Linked DNA regions of Mus musculus: all the other regions are linked to region 2. The links are chromatin contacts, called in public promoter capture Hi-C maps. All regions are on one chromosome and are shown on one strand. Each heading gives the region's core, a stretch centred on a gene start, on an enhancer-like site or on the middle of the called end of the contact. The rest is flanking DNA. Distances are from core to core; before and after follow the strand shown. Region 1 holds the start of Neil3 (nei like 3 (E. coli)). Region 2 holds the start of Wdr17 (WD repeat domain 17). Region 3 holds the start of Aga (aspartylglucosaminidase). Region 4 holds the start of Glra3 (glycine receptor, alpha 3 subunit).

Region 1 (4,098 bases), core at 1,213-3,712, 1.1 Mb before region 2:
TACAAGCGACAGTGCTCAACTGATTTAAATTCACCTTGAGCCCAACGCTCCTTTTCTGGTAGCATTAGGTTGATCTTTATTGTGGAATTATTCTTTCTCATGACTAACTGTACTTCACGTTTTGTCACAAAATAATTAAAATAAATTTAAAATGAATGATTAATACTATTTTCTCTAAATGCCAATAAGGTGACTATGTAAAACATAATCTTGGTTTCTTGCAACGGGAATCTTATTTTTATAAATAGTAACTTTCCATGAATAAACTTTTATAGATAAAACAGGTTTTATTTTACCAGTAACCAGCAAAGTGTTTATCACACAACATTACTGTTGAATGACATAAATCATGGCATCAATGAGGATGTTCAGATCTTACGCAGTGCTCAGTACAATAGCATTTATTTCTAAAATAGTGGCAGGCTGACTTCACCTGATTTCTACCACCAGCAGCTGAGCCTAAGCTCCTCACCTGGGTCACTGCAATACCTTCTTGAGATTTCCTCTCATGTTTTCTTCTTTGATATGCAGTGTTCTAGCCAAACTGTAAATAAATCTTGACTACCATTCAAGGTTTCTAATGATGCCCAAGATAAAGCCTGGAAGGTGACCCATTGGAGACGACTCAGCAGGCAAAGGCACTTGACACTAAGGCGGAAGATATGGGTCCCTGGAACCCACACAGAGTAGAAGAAAAAGTTGTCCTGACTTTCACATGTGCTGTAACACACACAACAACATTCAGTCACACAACAATACGCACAAAAATAAAACCCAGCTCTGAAAAGTCCCAATTGTGGTATATGGAGTTCTTTACAATCTTCCCATCAGCTTTAATATCAGGCCATCTTCGGATCTCCTTCCTTTACATACACACTGGTTTATTTTTCAGGCCCTTGAACACCATTCTTCTGCCTATATGGGCCACTTTCATCTCAGGAACTCTGAATCTCTTATGCCCCCTTTACACATCAGCTCTGTTACCACCATAGGGAGACTTCCCTGGCCTCTCTGTATGTCCTAAGAGAGAACCACACACTTCTGAGAACTTACCACTTTGTACTTCACTGTGTTACCCTTTACTGAATGGCCATGTATTTTCCCAGCTACAACATAAAGACAAATGTATTTTCACCCTCCTGTACTTTGAGAGTATGCAAAATTTTGCTGAATGAGTGATCTTCGTCAAAACTAATACTTTAGAGAAACCATTAGCATAGATCTCTATAGTACTCTGAAATAATTTCGAGAAACATAATTTTTTAAAAAGTACAGAGCACTTGTTGACACACCAAGTCAAAATAAATAAAAGCATAACTGTTAAAAGATCCAAACCTTTTTTTTTTTCCTCCCTCAGCTTGAAAATACATCTTCCTTGTTTCTTTCAAGTTGGGAGCATATGCTAATTGCATAACAGACAACTTCTTTCCTAGACCAAAGGCTATGAGGGAGCTTTGCAGGAGAAATTGAAGAACAGCACAATATTGCATGTATCCATGAAATACAATTAACCACACATCTAAAGGGCCTTAAAAGCCTGGTCGTTTAATCAGAATATTTTTAGTATAGTTCTAAGTTCTTACCAAATGACTATCCAGCCATCAGCAATGTATGCCTGAGTGGCAAACTGTGCTACGATTTGCTTTCAAAAGAAATAAATTCACTTAAGGAAACCAGAACTAGCTTTTACTGCCCCTTCATTAGATGGCAATATTCAGCTGAGTGAGATGTTCGTGCTAAATTTTCCATGTGCAACGTTAGAATTATATACTACTGATCAACTGCAGAATTTGGGGCTGGAAAAGGGCTAAAAGTCTATGTTACGAGTTCAGTCTTACAACGTGGAAAGAAAAACATACCAGACTTCGCACAAATCCGATGATAACGTCAGTGAATGTAGACGGTAAACAGCAGAAAGCATCTTTTGCTGACTGCCTGTTAACAGGGTTGGAACAAAACGCCTTCGGTGGATCTAGCACTGGCACTGTTAGACAGCTGCTAGAGCTAAGACTCACTTCTCAGGTTAAATAAATGTCGGGAAACACAGGCTCTAGGTCTTGGGAACCAGAGTAGATTGGGGATCCCAGAACCTGGGTGGTGTTTTTACTCCACTTCCCGCTGCAGCTTCCAAGCAGGACACAGGACTGACTTACCGAGGTAGCGACATCAGCCAGGGAGGCGGCAGGGGACATGGCAGGGCCCAGGAGGCTCTGCAGAGCTGTGCCCCGCACACCAGTCACCGCCTGCCCCGGTAGCACTCGTGCCCGGATCTTCTCTCCATTCAGTGTACACCCTGGCCCTTCCACCATCTCTGTAGCCCGCCCGGAACCCCTGCTAGTTGCAAGGCCTGACTGGAAAACAACCAGGCAACTTCACTTTCCTGCTGACCCACACTGGGCGGGAAGTTCAAATCTCCCGCGCGCCCCGCCCCGCCCAGCCTAGGCTTGCCCACCAGCAAACCCCGCCCATCTGCGGCCAGGCCACGCCTAGGTGGTGCGGACTCTGCTCTGGGATCCAGGCAGCCCACAGAACTCAGGGCTCTGCAGGTCTCACACTTGTGTCATCGGTATTTCCTGAGCCAGTGCACAGTGAAAGGAGTCACAGAACCCGGCTCAGTGTAAAAACTCAGGAAACTGGGAGTTGAAGACTAAAAACTACGTTCGAACTACTCAGCCCATACTTTTTGAGCTGAAATCGATCACATTAAAACAACGTCAAGTTTGCGGTTTCATAAAAGCCCAGCACTGTACTGAAGTAAAAGTGGAAAACTAAATGTGGAGATTTGTCTAGTTGGCTTTCCAGTGTAGGATGATGAATGGTTACATTTGTCTACATCAGACTCGGGACTGTCTGGACTCTATATTCTGTTAACTAAAATTCATTTCTGATCTCTGTCCTTTGATGGAGAAAAGTCTGAAATAGCCCTTTCCCTTTCACCTCTGTATTGTTTATTGCTATCTAAAGAATGACATCATTTATTATTTAGAAATTTCTGTGAGTTAGAAGTTGGCAAAGTCCAGCTGGGTGGTTCTGGCTCCCCAGTTCTCTAAAAGTTACAAGGTAGGTTTGGTTGTAGCTAGGGGATCCTCTTTCAAGAGGTTCATTTACATGGGCTGGTAGCAAGAGGTCTTATAGTTCTGGCCATAGACCTGCTTAGCTGTGCTCTAGGTGTGATTGCAGATCACACCAGAGGAAGAACACAATTGCAATACAACTTATTACCTAGCAGCTGTTGTAACCTGTGAGTTACAATCCCTTTGCGGGAGTCAAATGATGCTTTCACAGGGGTCACTTAAGATCATTGGAAAACACAAATATTTACATTATAATTCATAACAGTAATTACTGTTAAGTAGTAACAACTTCCGTGTGAACAGTAATTCTTGCAGTAATTCTTTGTTTGTTTGTTTGGCTTTTTTTTTTTTTTTTTTTTTTTTGGAGACGGTTTCTCTGTATAGACCTGACTGTCCTGGAACTCACTCTGTAGACCAGACTGGCCTTGAACTCAGAAATCTGCCTGCCTCTGTCTCCCAAGTGCTGGGATTAAAGGCATGTGCCACCACTGCCCGCTCTAAAATCTACTTGCAACATTTAAATGACTGGGATTTTGTGATGTTTTCGATAAAAACATCTCCCATAGTCCTGGATGGAGTAGCATTATTAGGAGGTATGGCCTTGATGGAGGAGATGTAGTCTTACTGGAGAAAGTCTGTCACTGTGGAGTAGGCGTTTAGAGGTTTCAAATGCTCAACCTACGCCCGGTGTGAAACACATCCAGTCTCCTACTTGACTGCCTTCAGATCAAGATTTAGAACTCTTGGCTCCTCCGACACTATATATGCTTGCACACCTGCCATGCTTCCCGATATGAATCATCATGGACTGAACCTCTGAAACTGTAAGCCTGCTCCAATTAAACATTTTCCCTTGTAAGAGTTGCCTCTGTCGTGCATTTTCACAGCAATAAAACCCTAAGACATTGGCTCAACATGATGTCTCAGAGAGTAAAGGCACTTGCCACCAAGCCTGCTGACCTCAATTCCATGCCTCAAACCTACCTAGGAAAATCAACTCCTATAAGGTGTCCTCTGATCTGCA
Region 2 (4,623 bases), core at 301-2,800:
AGAAAATATCTAATAAAAATAGTGTGATTTTAGAATTCTGATATAACATTTTAATTATAAAATTAAAGAGAATGAAGTTTTTAAAAGGCAACTAAAAATACTATTTCCCCAGAAGTGTTTATGCTTCTTTAGCAATCTATTAAAAATCAACACAAGGAGATACCAGATCAACATAAATTAAAAAAAAATCCAACTAGTCTTTATATACACATTTGTAGACCTCACTTTAAAAAAGAAACTTTCCTTTTATGGGTATCTTTTGAAATAGATTATTAGTTAATTTCAATTTAGAAAAGTTTCCAAGAACTCTTAATGTGCTAAAACTACCACTTGTTACATTAACCCATAAATAATCCACTAAAGCAAGTTTCCCAAATTTTCTTGAATTGACAAGTTTTCAGAGTTACTGAAGTTCGTCAGACAGCCTCAGATTTCTGTCTTCCAACATAAAACTATAACCATGGCATGGCACATTCTGGTTGCTGCAGCACCTTGCAGAATAAAGGAATACTTACAGGTTTCAGTCACTACTGTTGCAGTGTTAAGTTCTCCCCGTTCAAAATAATGATAAGAGAACACAGGAACCAGCAAATGTATAGAATATTTTCATCATTTTTTAGTTCAAGTTTTTAAATCCTCATAAATTCCCTTGCATCTAACTAGTTTTGTGATCATTGTAACCTAGAAATGATATGATAGTGATAAATTTGGCAATTATAATATCATATTATTAAATTGAATACTTCATATTTCTTAAACAATGGGTGCGTATTTCTTAGTATTCTTTGGAGGATAGTTTGTTCTGAGTAAGTTAGAAATATATCTTCAAATCTATGTTAAAGACATTTATATAAAATAAATGATGACATGTGATTGATATATGATCTAACTTTTTAGTGTATTTTGTGTATTCTAATTCATTTTTAATAACATAGACTTTGCTCCTATGAATACTTGCATACAAATGTGGATACATCGGTAAGAGAACAAGAAAGAATTTTTATGATCTCCTTAATATACAACAATCTTTTCTCAGGTTAGTATTGCCCTTATAACATTTCTTTTTAAAAGCTTTCTTGGTACAGCCATTTCAAAGGGACAAAGTAATCTATGCAAATACGTCTTGCCCATTGGTGGAATAACATTCTAGGTTATAGACACCCATATACTTAAAAGCTTAGAAATAACAGCAAAAATGTGTTTAGAAACAGCCCCAGCTTCCACGCAGGGGGAATCCTCATACATGTTGAGTTCTAACTATGCCTTATAATACTCAGGTGTGTGGCTGCAAAACTCCTGGGATTAGCTCCTCAGGCATCATGGCTTGCACAGCACTGTAGGAGGCTCAGAGTCCTAGTCTGCGACCTTAGAGTGCTGGTCACCAACGTGAAGCCAACTCATTCAAATATCATCCTCTTTGATTGGGCGCTGAGCAAAGTCTCCTACACTGCAACCCCACTTGAGCCTTACCTGAAGGAGACAGCAGTTGCAGCTCTGGACAACCGCAGGTGCTGAAGCAGGACCGGCCAAAGGGACCGCCCTGGCCCGCGCACCCGCCACGCCCTCCTCGCCGCCCACTCAGCTCTCAGGGGCGGGGCGGCCCTGAACATCCCTGAGCCAGAGTCGGGTTCCGCCCACCCTTCACAGTGCAGGTTGGGGAGGACAGCACTCTGGATCCCGCCCCAGAATTGCACGTGACAAGCACCCTAGTATCTGATTGGAGCACATGGGACAGGGAGGCGGAAGTCCCTGGTGACCCCTGGAAACAGGGCCCGGAGAGTTGGTTACCTAGCAACGCGGCTGCTGTGCAGAAGATGTGATTCCTAAGCTTTGAGTCAAAGCTTCAAGCTAAGCATGTACATTATTTTAAAAGGTGGAGCAGAAGGAATACGTCCCACTAGCGTTGTCACTGCCTAATTTGCTACATCGAAGCTGTACCTTATATAAAAATGAATCGAATGTACAAGAAATAAATCACCTGGTTTCTACATTAGTCTTGAAGCATTGCTTGGAATGTGAGTCTAGAGTGCTCGCTGTCCTGCACGTCTTAATATTTCATTGGTTCAAGTAGCCGCATGAACCACATCTGTGAATGAAATTGTTTTGATTAGTCCAGCTGCAAGCAATTAATAAAACTGTCCATAACATGAGCAAAACATATTTGCCCCGTGGACACTGGTGGAAAGCATATGCTAGTGTCATGTAATTAGGGTTTATATTTCTGAAGTAGCTTCTTTAATTTGGTCCTTTAGTCAATACATTAGAGGAAATTGGCCTTCGTATACTTGAAACTGACCATTAAAAGCACAGTATGCACTCCAAAGGGAGTAAGCAGATGTTCAGAATCAATGTTCTGAGAGACCATGATACAATACAAGGAACATGGATACAAGTTGCCCCAAATAGTGTGTTCCACCGTGGAAGTAGTTAACAAACTATTGTCATAATACATCAGGTAAGCAAGATACATAAACCTGGGAAATCTGCTAGATGCTGTCTAAGGACAATCCTTAGCCTGTGGTTAGTAGAACAGTCTGCCAAGTTAATATATTTGAAAAGCTTTGCCATAATAGTGAAAGGCATGTTATATCAGATACAGAACAATAAACAACTATTACAGGGAGTAAGGTAGTCCCAAATAATTTTGGCGATGGACTTTTGGCCAACTCTCTACAAACAAAATTAGTCTGTAGACTCTTCTACATAACCGTGAATTTTTTTTTCAGAGAAATTCATCCCACAAAGTGTAGTTCATTTATGATATTTGGAGCTTCAATCATAGGCCAAGTTCTGAACAATCATCTACCCTTACAAGAGAAAATCTCTGGAAATATTTCCTATTCACCTTCACAATGCATACTGCTACTGTTTTCTTCCAACATATTCTCTAGAGGCTCTGTTTCCTTAGAATCACTTATGCTATATTTGTAAATCAAAATTTACTTAAAACTAACTCTCCTTATGGAAAATAAATTTGTTAAAAGCTAAGACGATTTCTTACAACTGTTTGCCCTATCCCATGTTGAAATGACTAACAGTAGCAGGTCTCCAATAAATGTTTGGTGAACGAATGAATGGAAATTAAACAGCATAGAATATCTTGAAAATCCATGTGTTAATGCATATAGCTTTATGTACTGAACTCTAAATGTAGTTATGTAAGATACTATGGGTTGATTTCAGAAGAGGGACTTTTAGAGAATTTTTTTTCTTTAACTTTATTCAGGAAATAGAAACAAATGGGATTTTATAAGATAGAAAAGAATATGGGCAATCTATGCAGCATGATCTGTACTGGGAAAGCACATCATGAATTTAATAGATCATGTCCTGCTTGCTTTTTTTGTGGAAGGTGAATGTGGCTGTCCACAGATAGGAAAGGATCTAGAGACTGTGAAAGGAAAAATAAAACTAGAAATATAGAAAAACTAGATGTGGGGAATACAGAATTCAGGATTTAGGTCAAACATTAACCTCTCCTGGCCAAGAGAATCCAATTGAAGCTAGTAAAATTGAGCTTTTTCTTAAAGAATGGCATCTAGGAGGTTGTATATAAGGATGCAAAGAGATAAACAGCATGCTTGATTGGGAGGAAAAAAGAAAGTTGTTGGTTGCCTGGGCTGTAATGAAGAAAACAAGAATGTTAAGGGGACATTCATGTAAACATATATTACATTTTTTGGAATTGTCTTATCTTCAAAGTAGAGAAATGTGTGCTTGATAATGGATCTAAAGAGAAAAAAAAGATCTCTCCATGTAAGAAAATAACAGAATGAGACATCCACACCCAGCAGTCCATAGCTGTGCATTCAGCTTTTAAAGAAAAAATACTGATGCATAAAAATATTATCAATATATGTCCATATACATGTCTATGTCTATAAACACCACTTACACAGCACACATATGAATGGGAAAGGACAAGGTGTGGGAGCTGGTTTCTCCTTTCACTATGTGAAGCCCCAGAGCTGAAATCTAGTGGTCTGGTTTGGTAGCGGGCACCATTACCAGATGGTTTGGTTCCATAGTTTTTTCCATAGAAGATTTAAAGAACTACAACCATAGTTAGATCCAGAGGAACAATATGGTGTCATCTCTAAAGGAAGAATGGCTTCACTCTGCTTTTCAGTCTTTTATTCAGCTAACACTTGATGTGATGTTCCCATCTCAACAGGAAAAAAAAAAAAAAAAAAAAAAACCAGTGTCAGTCATTCAGCATGACATTTTCGGAGCCATTATTAGTTCTTGCCATTTTAAGTACACAGAGTTCATCGTCGTTAAGAAGCACATAAAATATGCTCACACAGTACAAAAGGTAAAAGCAAGGTTCAGACATCTGCTTCCAGAAAGTATACCTGGAGCCGCTTTGCTATGAAAACAAAGCAAGAGGTTGCTGTGTCTGGGAATCCCAGATGGAGCAATTGGTGGAAAATATTTCAGAAGACTTCAGATCCCTAGATACGGCCTCCCCCCACCCCCTTTAAAACGGGCTTCCAGCACTGATTTTTAATTCAAGGTTTAAGTCTCTTAATGTTACCAGATTGAAAGGAAGCTAATTTTTCATCTAGTTTCTTAATCCTAAAATCATAGCAATAAGCAAAAGTCTGGCCTTCATAAAAAATT
Region 3 (4,635 bases), core at 2,013-4,512, 1.2 Mb before region 2:
AAATTGAAAGCCATGAAGTTCAGAGGAAAAGGAGGGGAGTTTGCAGCTGCCCACAATTACCACCCTCAACCTTGAACACACACACACACACACACACACACACACACACACACACACAAACACATATGTGCTCATGTACACTCACACACTTATACACATATGTGCACGCACACACACACACACACACACATGTTCACAATGCACACATGTACACACACAGGTACACAGGGACAGAGTGAAACAGACAGAGAGAAGGGGGAGAAGGAGAGAGGAGATAGAGTCAGAGACAGAGACAGCAATATTTGCAGCAGCTTTTAAAAGAATTAATAGTTATACAGAAGCAAGATTCCTCTAGAGATTTTATTCTTGGAATGACATCAGCATGCTTCTCTTCTGAATCCAGAAATCTTGCAGCTCTGGTGTTCACCAGCTTCATAAACATTAATAATAACTTTCAGAGAACTCAAAGTGAACAGAAACTATTTCCAAATCAAAATTTAGTGCAAACTCTGTCACTTTAAAAAGCATTCTAGGTATCCAGCCAGCTCACGGCAATGTCTGCATTCTATACCGACTGTTCTCTCCAGACACTTATCAATAGATATTTGGTAAATGCTAATTATTATATGAATGTTCTTCTAACTCTTACCTCATTCATTAAAACAAGAAAGAGTATTATCTCTATTTAATAGATGAGAAACGTCTGTCTCTGTAAGATTAAATAATCTAGCTAGAGCTGTGATGTGTTATCCAAAGTTTTAACATTTTGGCCTTGATGCCTGAGATATTGTTATAAGAATGTTTTCCCTAGTAACACAGACATTTTGAAAAATAGAACTAAGTGGTGCGTTTTAAGCTTGAATAAAAATTATCATATAGCTTTTATATCTTTTAAAATCAATAGCAATGTATAGCTGTTACATACAATTAATTATTGAAATAAGAAATGAGGTAGATACTAAGAAAACGGCAGGCCATGTTTTACAAGTTTACCATGTATTGTTAACAGATGTCCATTTTAATTTAGAAGTACATCAAAATCAAGCAAAAGGCTGCAGTTACATTAAGAAGCAATGAAAGATCAGTATTCACCAAGTAGCTAAAAAGAATTAATAGTCATACAGAAGCAATCCAACTATCCAAAGTTATCTAACGTCCATAGGATGTAGGTTGTAGCTGTAGCAATTTTTCTAAGCATATACAAAATGAGTTTACTGAGTACCATAGTGGCTGAGTACCACAACAGCCACCAAAGATGGTGTATATTTTGAGACTGCACATTATTTTCAGTACAAATGCCCATAGAAAGTAGGCACATTGAGACTTTCAAATATTCCTATTACAATATATTTTATCTATTTTATCTTTCTTACGTTTTCTCTCTCTCTCTCTCTCTTTCTCTCTGTGCATGTGTGTGTGTTTGTGGTATGAGTGTGTGTGAGAGAGGGAGGGACAGAAACAGACAGACAGACAAAGACACACCCAGAGACACAAGCACAAAGAAAGATAGAGAATACTGGCTAAGTTACATTCCCTAATGGATACAATTACAAGGTTTTAGGATTTAGAAAATCTTGCCATTTAAATCACATTTCCTTCAAGCTAAGAGATTTGTAAGGCCTACTGTTTATACTTGGAGATGAGACAGGGATGCTAATATTATACAGTCCGAGACAGAAGCACCCAGTCTTCTTGAAGTAAACACTGATCATGTGTTGTTTCTAACATCCTTGTTTGAGCTGTCCTTAGGAATATACATAATCTCTGCAGACTAAAAGCTTTATCAGTTTTGTTGAAGTTTCATGATTCTCAGGCAGGAAAGGAAAATTAGATCCCAAGAGGGAGGGTCCCCATCCCCCCAATTTTCTTCCCTTAAATTTGCCTGCCTTGCTATCCTACCTCTGTGTGAGTCTAGGTTCTTTCAGCTGGAGAAATTATATTGCCCAAAACGAGCTTCAGGAACCATGACTAGTTTACCATGTATTATATTTTATAATTCTTGAAGGCATGTCTCGGTTCTTTGAACTTATAAATAACAACTCAGGTGCTATGGAAAATTAATTCCGAAGACAATAAGTGTTTTCCTTGCTTTCTTATTCCGTTTCATCCATCTTTCTCATCTCACCTAGCAAGAGCTTTATGCTCATTAGCACAGCACAAATAGTTTGGTCCTCCTCCAAAACCCCATAGAAGGATCATGTGTCGTTTCTTTTTAATTACACCTAACTTTTTAATAGCACTTGCCTGCCTGGGGATGATTCTAGGATATCTTATGCTGTTTAAATTGCAGATTCAGTTTCCGTGCAATGAGAACCTTGAAGACTCTCTAAGCCTCACAACTCTCACCTAGTTCATATTTTACCAGTCTGGATAGATTTATAGATGCTCTTTAAAATTATGCCTTCCTTGAGCTACATGGACAAGCATCCCAGAGTCCCAGTGGGATTACTGGTCCATGCTCACACATCTGCACAGCAACTGAATTATCAAAATGAGCAGCCGGTACCATGCATGTAAAGCTCCCATTTCTCCTTTTATTCAAACATTTATTTAGTACTTAATGGTGCCAGGCACAAAGATAAAATAAAATACCTTCAGAAAAGACTGGAATTAGACTTCTTGGCTGGAGGCAAGGAATCTGCACTTCAGTGGGCAATGTACAGGGTACGTTTCTGTTTGCCCAGCATGTCCTTTCCCTGCAGCTCAGGGATTTGTAACTAAAGGACGTCCTACAAAAACCTGTGGTGAAGAAAGGATGTAAAAGTCTGTGTCGAAAATGCCTCAAACAGCTAGGTCCTAAGCAAGAGCACTTCTCCTATACTCTATAGTCATTTTAAAAATTTAATGAAAGTCCAGGGTAGATTATAGATCGGGCTGGCTGTCTACCTTGAATTTGCAGTTAAGATGGCAAATGCATAAAACTCATATAATATCTTATCAGTTATCTGAGTTTTCAAGCATCGTGCGACTAGGGTAACATATTTTCATATTCATTTTCAATAAGGTCAATCTCCCTTTAAAAAATGGGCTAAGCACTAAAAGTACTAGTATTATATGTATGTATCTTTTCACAAAGAACTAAAAAGAGGTCGACAGACCAGACCACTAAAGAAACAGTATCAGATTTGTAAAAAGAAAAAAGAAAAAAAGGAAAAAAAGAAAAAAAGAAAGAAAAAAAAAAAAAAACCTTCACTGGGCCAATAGAAGGCCTCGTTGTCTCGCGAGAGTTGAGGAAGTTGGGGATGAGACTAAAGGGAATCACGAGTCTGCCTGAGTCTGAGCTGGTGGAGACCTTTCTCGCGCTGGCCGGCTGGGCGCGCGGCCGGCGGGGACTTTTTTCACGCTGCTCGGCGGGTCACTCAGCTATGGAGCGGAAGTCGAATCTGTCTCTGCTTCTCCTACTGCTGGTCCTGGGCATGCCCCTGGTGCGGGGCTCCAGCCCTCTGCCCCTGGTCGTCAACACTTGGCCTTTTAAGAATGCCACTGAAGCAGGTGGGGAGCGGCAGCCCGGGGCGGGTGGCTGCACTGTGTGAGCTCCTCTGCAGGAAGCTGCACTCAGTCCCTAAGGTTGCAGGAGGGAACCCGCTGCAGAAGGCCGAGCCTCCTCTCCTTCCTGCATCTCTGACTTTACACCAGACCCTCTCCATCTTCCCTGCCCCTGCTGCATTTTAGGATCTGGTGTATTGTTCTGCTTCCTGCACCACCTTGTCTGACCTCTAACATTGGGCCTCTTAGCTATACTTGTACAGGGTCACCTGCCTCACTTTTTGTGGCAGTCTTTTGCCACAAAGTTTTTCCTCCACTCTACACTTCTTGTGATAGCCTCCTTCCTGTTTCTCCATTATCTTCTGGATTCCAGTTTAGGAAACAATTGATAATTTCCTACGGATGCATATGTATTTGATCAATGTTTGTGACGCTGCCCTTATCACTTATACATTCAAATTATCTTCAGTGTTTCTTGGGATTGTACCTTATTGCCCCCAACCTTGACACCCTTGAGACTGCTATCACATTAAATGTTCGTGGACACTGTTGGATCCAGAATCCAGTGCAGAAAAAATCTGTATGTTATCGGGGATGTGTGGGAAGCAGAGTTAGTGAGAAATCAGACCAAGAAAGAGACCTCCTAACAATAACCAAACAAAGAAATTCCACCTTTATATGCATGGTATGATTCTGTGAAAGTTACTAGTATTGAAGTTGGGGAGGGGAGACTTCTTAAAACCAACATCCATGGAATTATAAGTAAAACGTCTTTCCTTTCAATACCTACCCACTCGATACTCAAAGAACACCACAAAACACAAACAAGAAACGTGGACACCTTAGAGAAATGCCTTTTTGAAACTGGGCAACTTCTGAAATATACTGTGTGGCCTTGAATGAATTACTTCATCCATGTCTGTGCTTTTCTTCTGAAAATGAGAATTATAATTATAAAATATTATCTCAGAAGCTGCATGAAGGTGAGATTAATTCACCCACATGAAGTCATTTGCCACTGTAATACTCTGCTGAGGCTTGCTGGGATACTTGTTCTCATTGAGAGTGTGAAATATGCATATTTTAGTAATCTAATGAGTGACATATGCCTGTAATTTCAGCTCTCAGGTAGCTGTGGTAGGAAGACCC
Region 4 (3,969 bases), core at 380-2,879, 1.2 Mb after region 2:
ATTTCAAATGTTATCCCCCTTCCCAATTGTCCTTCTACAAACCTTCTATTCCCTCCATCCCCTCCCCCTGCCTCTATGAGGGTGCTCTCCCACTCACACACCCACCGACTCCTCACCACCCTATAATGCCCCTACCCTGGGTCATTGAGCCTCTACTGAACCAAGGTGCTCCCCTCCCAGGGATGCCCAAAAAGGCAATGCGCTGTAATTTTTAATCAGTGAATAAGTAACTGAGAAGCATCTGTGTAGTGTAAGTTTTCAACAGGTTCTTCAAAGAGGATATCTTCTCAGAGGCAGTGAGATGTCGCAGCAGGTAAATGTATTTGCTGCCAGGCGAGAGACCTAAGTGTGATCCCTCCAACTCGCAATGTGAAATGACAGAATTGCCTGTCCACACGTTATCTTATAACCTTCAAACATGACATACATTAGTCCATGCAATCATCCATGTGTGCATTCATACATGTACACACAAATGTAATATAGATACAAAAAAAAAGCATTATGAACCTTCTAGGAGGTATAAAACTGATGTGTTTCTTATGAGTCTTCTGTAAGTTGATGATTTAAATCAGAAAAGAGTCACATAAAACATGTCTTCTACAAATATAGAAACGAATTCAGAAAACTTATTTTTCACTGAATGAAATTAATGTGATCTACTAAATAGAAGACATAAATAAGAGTATTCACTGTAACTTATTTCAGCAGGTTGGTAAGGGATGCCTTGTATACTTCCAGCTAAATCTAGTTTTCCATTAAATTACAATTTTAACTCAACTAGGAAAAAGATTGTGGGACACGTTAAGAATGTATTCTTAATATGTAGCTTAGTTGTTGAAAAAAGTTAAAGAGTTGAAAGGAGCATTTTCAGAATAAATTCGTAATGGACTTTTTTAAAAAGTCAAAAGAAATGAACATTTTGATACTGGCCAACTGGAAATAAAGATTTTCTATTTTCTATTTTAGGTCACACACACACACACACACACACACACACACACACACACACACACACACAGAGTGGAGATGAGAGACTGAGCTCTGAAAAGATGAAAGAAGAAATATACCAGTTAGTACTACGTGCTAGTTCTTCCATTTAAAACATCCGAGCCAATCATTTAAAAACTGAGGGGGTGGGGGGAGTCTAAGTGATGTCTCTCCAGTCTCAGGAGACTTCTTCCCTTAGTCTTTTTGGAAGCCTCATTAGCACCAAAGTCAATTAACTGCCTGCAAGCTGGCTCTGAGCATGAGATGCTTGTAGAAGCAACTTGTTTGGCTGGGCATGTGCATTGCATTCCCAGCTCTATGAGACAGTAGTCATCTCTGAAAAGATATGTCTTTACTAAATTGTGCTTTTTTTTCTGAAAGGGAAGGAGCCTCCCCGTGTAGTTCTGCCCTCTAATTCTGCAAACCACTGAATCTCCCCTTTTCAGCTCCAAGGATTCCTTCCCCACTCTCTCTAGGAGCCTAGTGGGCTCTGCACCAATTCTGAAACACAGCCCCTCCTTTTTAGGGGCTGAAAGGCTGAGCATTCCCTTGCTTGGTAAGAGGCCTGTCACTCTGTCCTGCTGTGCAGCTGTGATTGGCGGGAAGGACAAGTCCTCTGGCCCCGCCCCCGCCTGTCTTTGCCGCGCTCCGCTCCGTGGGATTTATGCAAAGGTGGAGAGTGAGATTCTGGCTCTTGGACCTAGTGGAGCAGCATTCCCAATTTTGACTGCTGCTGTTCTTCTTCGAACCCTGCCTGGGTCAGAGCCAAGAAAAGGCGAGTCCTTTTCTGCTGATAGAGCTTTGGGGGAACTGTTGCTCAGGACCTCTGCACTCCTGACGCGTCGTCACAGTCTCACGCTTTTCTGTAGCTTCACTGTGAAATCACTCGCATATCTGTAGCCCTGTGAATCTTTCTGCTCAGTGCACAGAGCAGGGGTCCAGGAAAACATCAAGTGCTTGAAAGAGGGATTCAGTCCTGCGGGAGCTGTCTGAGGTGCTGAAGCTCCTCAAGCGTTTATCTCCAGCAGCCCCAAGGGGTTACATGTCACATTTTCACTTCTGTCTTTCTGGTCCCCCATGCCTTGGATAAGACTGCTTTCAGGATCGTGGATCTCTTTCCGTATCATGGCCCACGTGAGACACTTTCGGACACTAGTTTCTGGATTTTACTTCTGGGAAGCCGCACTGTTACTGAGGTAAGTCCGCATGCATTAACAATCTCATTAAGAGAGCTCAATAAACCAATGTGTTAATCTGCAACCACTTGTTAATGAGGAAGCTGAGAAACCTAGGACTGTGTTCTGACTTACTGAAACAATACTTTATATCGTAATTATCTGTTTCAAAGAGCCTAGTAATCTATCTATTGAGACATCTGGAGATATATAATTTCCTGTTGTTTTTCACCGAGGGTGTGTGTTTGAGTAGTTGGGCTCTTCCCACGTTACTCTTTCAAACCTAATGACTTAAAGAAAACAGATATTTTGCTTCTCACATATTTCTCATTAGAGTTTTCTTGGTAATGATGAATTATAATTTCTGGGCGTTAATTTCTTAAAACACAAAACAAAACAAAATTAGAAACAGGGCCATCATGAAAATAGAAATAATATTGTAGAACATAAACAATTTTTGATTAGAGAAATGTCATTTTCATATATGAACTGATTAGGTAAAAGAATAGAAACTTTAAGGTACGAGTTTGCAATGACCTAATTCAGCAATGCATGAAGGCAAAATAATTAATAAATCATCAGAAATGTTCTGTGCCTACAGTTGTCTTTTGGAAGAAAGCAGTATAAGAAGACTATTAACTTGTAAAATTGTCATGCCATGACAGTTTTTCCTATGTCTCAATGCTATTTGGAAGTCTTTCTACCTTTCTTCACAGTTATGTAGAAGATACTAGGGGAAGCTAGGTGAAAGTTAAGATAATTAAAACTCCATTGTTCAGTAAACACTGTACGAAAGCAAAAAAAAAAAATGTTCCTATAGATATTTAAACTAGCAACATAAGTTTTTCATTAGTATTATCACATAATTACTGTGGGATATTCACTTTATGGCTGACAACCTTTTCAAGAGTGCAAAGTTAAATAACTAGAACACTGAATCAGTTAAGCATATACTGGTTTCCATGTGATGTAAGTATTTCTCCTTGTGTTAGTAATTCCAGTTTTAATCTTTTGGCTGTCTTAAAAGTGTGAATCACATATTGTTCTGGCATGCCTATTTGTAATAGGAAATGGTTGAGTAGAAAATTACATTTCCTAAAAATGCTAAACTTCCTTTTAAATTGAAGTCTTAAAACAGCTCAGATCACAGTATTCTCAGTGAAAAGTGTATTAATATGATTTTACGGTCTTTGTAACTTTCAATTGACAGAGCTCATATATCTATGTAGCAAATCAAAAGCATGTAGAGGTCTCATGCATGAGTATGTTACAGAAAGTGGCACAAAATTCAGGTGAAAATACACTAGTCATTTTGACATGCATGCTACTTTATGTATAATCGTTTACAATGTTTAATATCAATGGTGGTAATATATATTTTAACAGCAGATATGTCTGTTTAGTTTATATTTAAGGTCAATTATTAAAATATATTAGTCAATGAGGTGAAATTTTATATAATGACAATTCATCACAATATTTTTATAGTAACTAGATATGGAATTTTCATTATTGGATGTGTTGATTTGTGATATTTTTAGTGAAATTCTCCAAAAGCAATACATAATTACAATTTATCTTTAATATCATTAATTAATGATTAAAAATTTTAAACAATAATTCAATCATAAATTCTTAGAAAAGGACTTCCCCAATGAGATTTTTATTTATATTTATATTCTTTATCATTTTTTCTGTCAAAAGCCAGAGAAGATTTTATCACTGTTCTGTGAAAATTTTAGTAGCATTTCGAAAATAAATATTTTTACTCCAGGTGATGGTCACTAAAAGAAGTATTCCATAG

What was found. Promoter capture Hi-C pulls out the DNA fragments that hold promoters and counts their contacts.
Region 1: a contact with region 2 is called in a promoter capture Hi-C map of embryonic stem cells, with 4 times the contacts expected there. The contact joins the promoter of Neil3 here to the promoter of Wdr17 in region 2. A contact is called at or near these places in 7 of 39 promoter capture datasets (the 3T3-L1 cell line, embryonic stem cells, liver and 1 more), 1 of 115 datasets of contacts at active chromatin or transcription factors (large pre-B cells) and 1 of 9 other capture datasets (macrophages).
Region 3: a contact with region 2 is called in a promoter capture Hi-C map of liver, with 5 times the contacts expected there. The contact joins the promoter of Aga here to the promoter of Wdr17 in region 2. A contact is called at or near these places in 4 of 39 promoter capture datasets (the 3T3-L1 cell line, hippocampal neurons and liver) and 1 of 115 datasets of contacts at active chromatin or transcription factors (astrocytes).
Region 4: a promoter capture Hi-C map of stem cell-derived epiblast-like cells shows a contact between it and region 2, with 2.3 times the contacts expected there. The contact joins the promoter of Glra3 here to the promoter of Wdr17 in region 2. A contact is called at or near these places in 4 of 39 promoter capture datasets (the C10 cell line, cranial neural crest, liver and 1 more).

The regions. Positions count from the first base shown.
Region 1 is chr8:53,636,603-53,640,700 of GRCm38.p6, forward strand. It overlaps Neil3 (nei like 3 (E. coli)), which reads right to left and starts at 2,463. Exons shown (of 10, transcript NM_146208.2): 1 at 2,154-2,463. The coding sequence starts at 2,309.
Region 2 is chr8:54,722,818-54,727,440 of GRCm38.p6, forward strand. It overlaps Wdr17 (WD repeat domain 17), which reads right to left and starts at 1,551. Exons shown (of 30, transcript NM_001372370.1): 1 at 1,471-1,551.
Region 3 is chr8:53,508,440-53,513,074 of GRCm38.p6, forward strand. Aga (aspartylglucosaminidase) reads left to right here and starts at 3,263. Exons shown (of 9, transcript NM_001005847.2): 1 at 3,263-3,492. The coding sequence starts at 3,366.
Region 4 is chr8:55,938,789-55,942,757 of GRCm38.p6, forward strand. It overlaps Glra3 (glycine receptor, alpha 3 subunit), which reads left to right and starts at 1,630. Exons shown (of 10, transcript NM_080438.3): 1 at 1,630-2,186. The coding sequence starts at 2,116.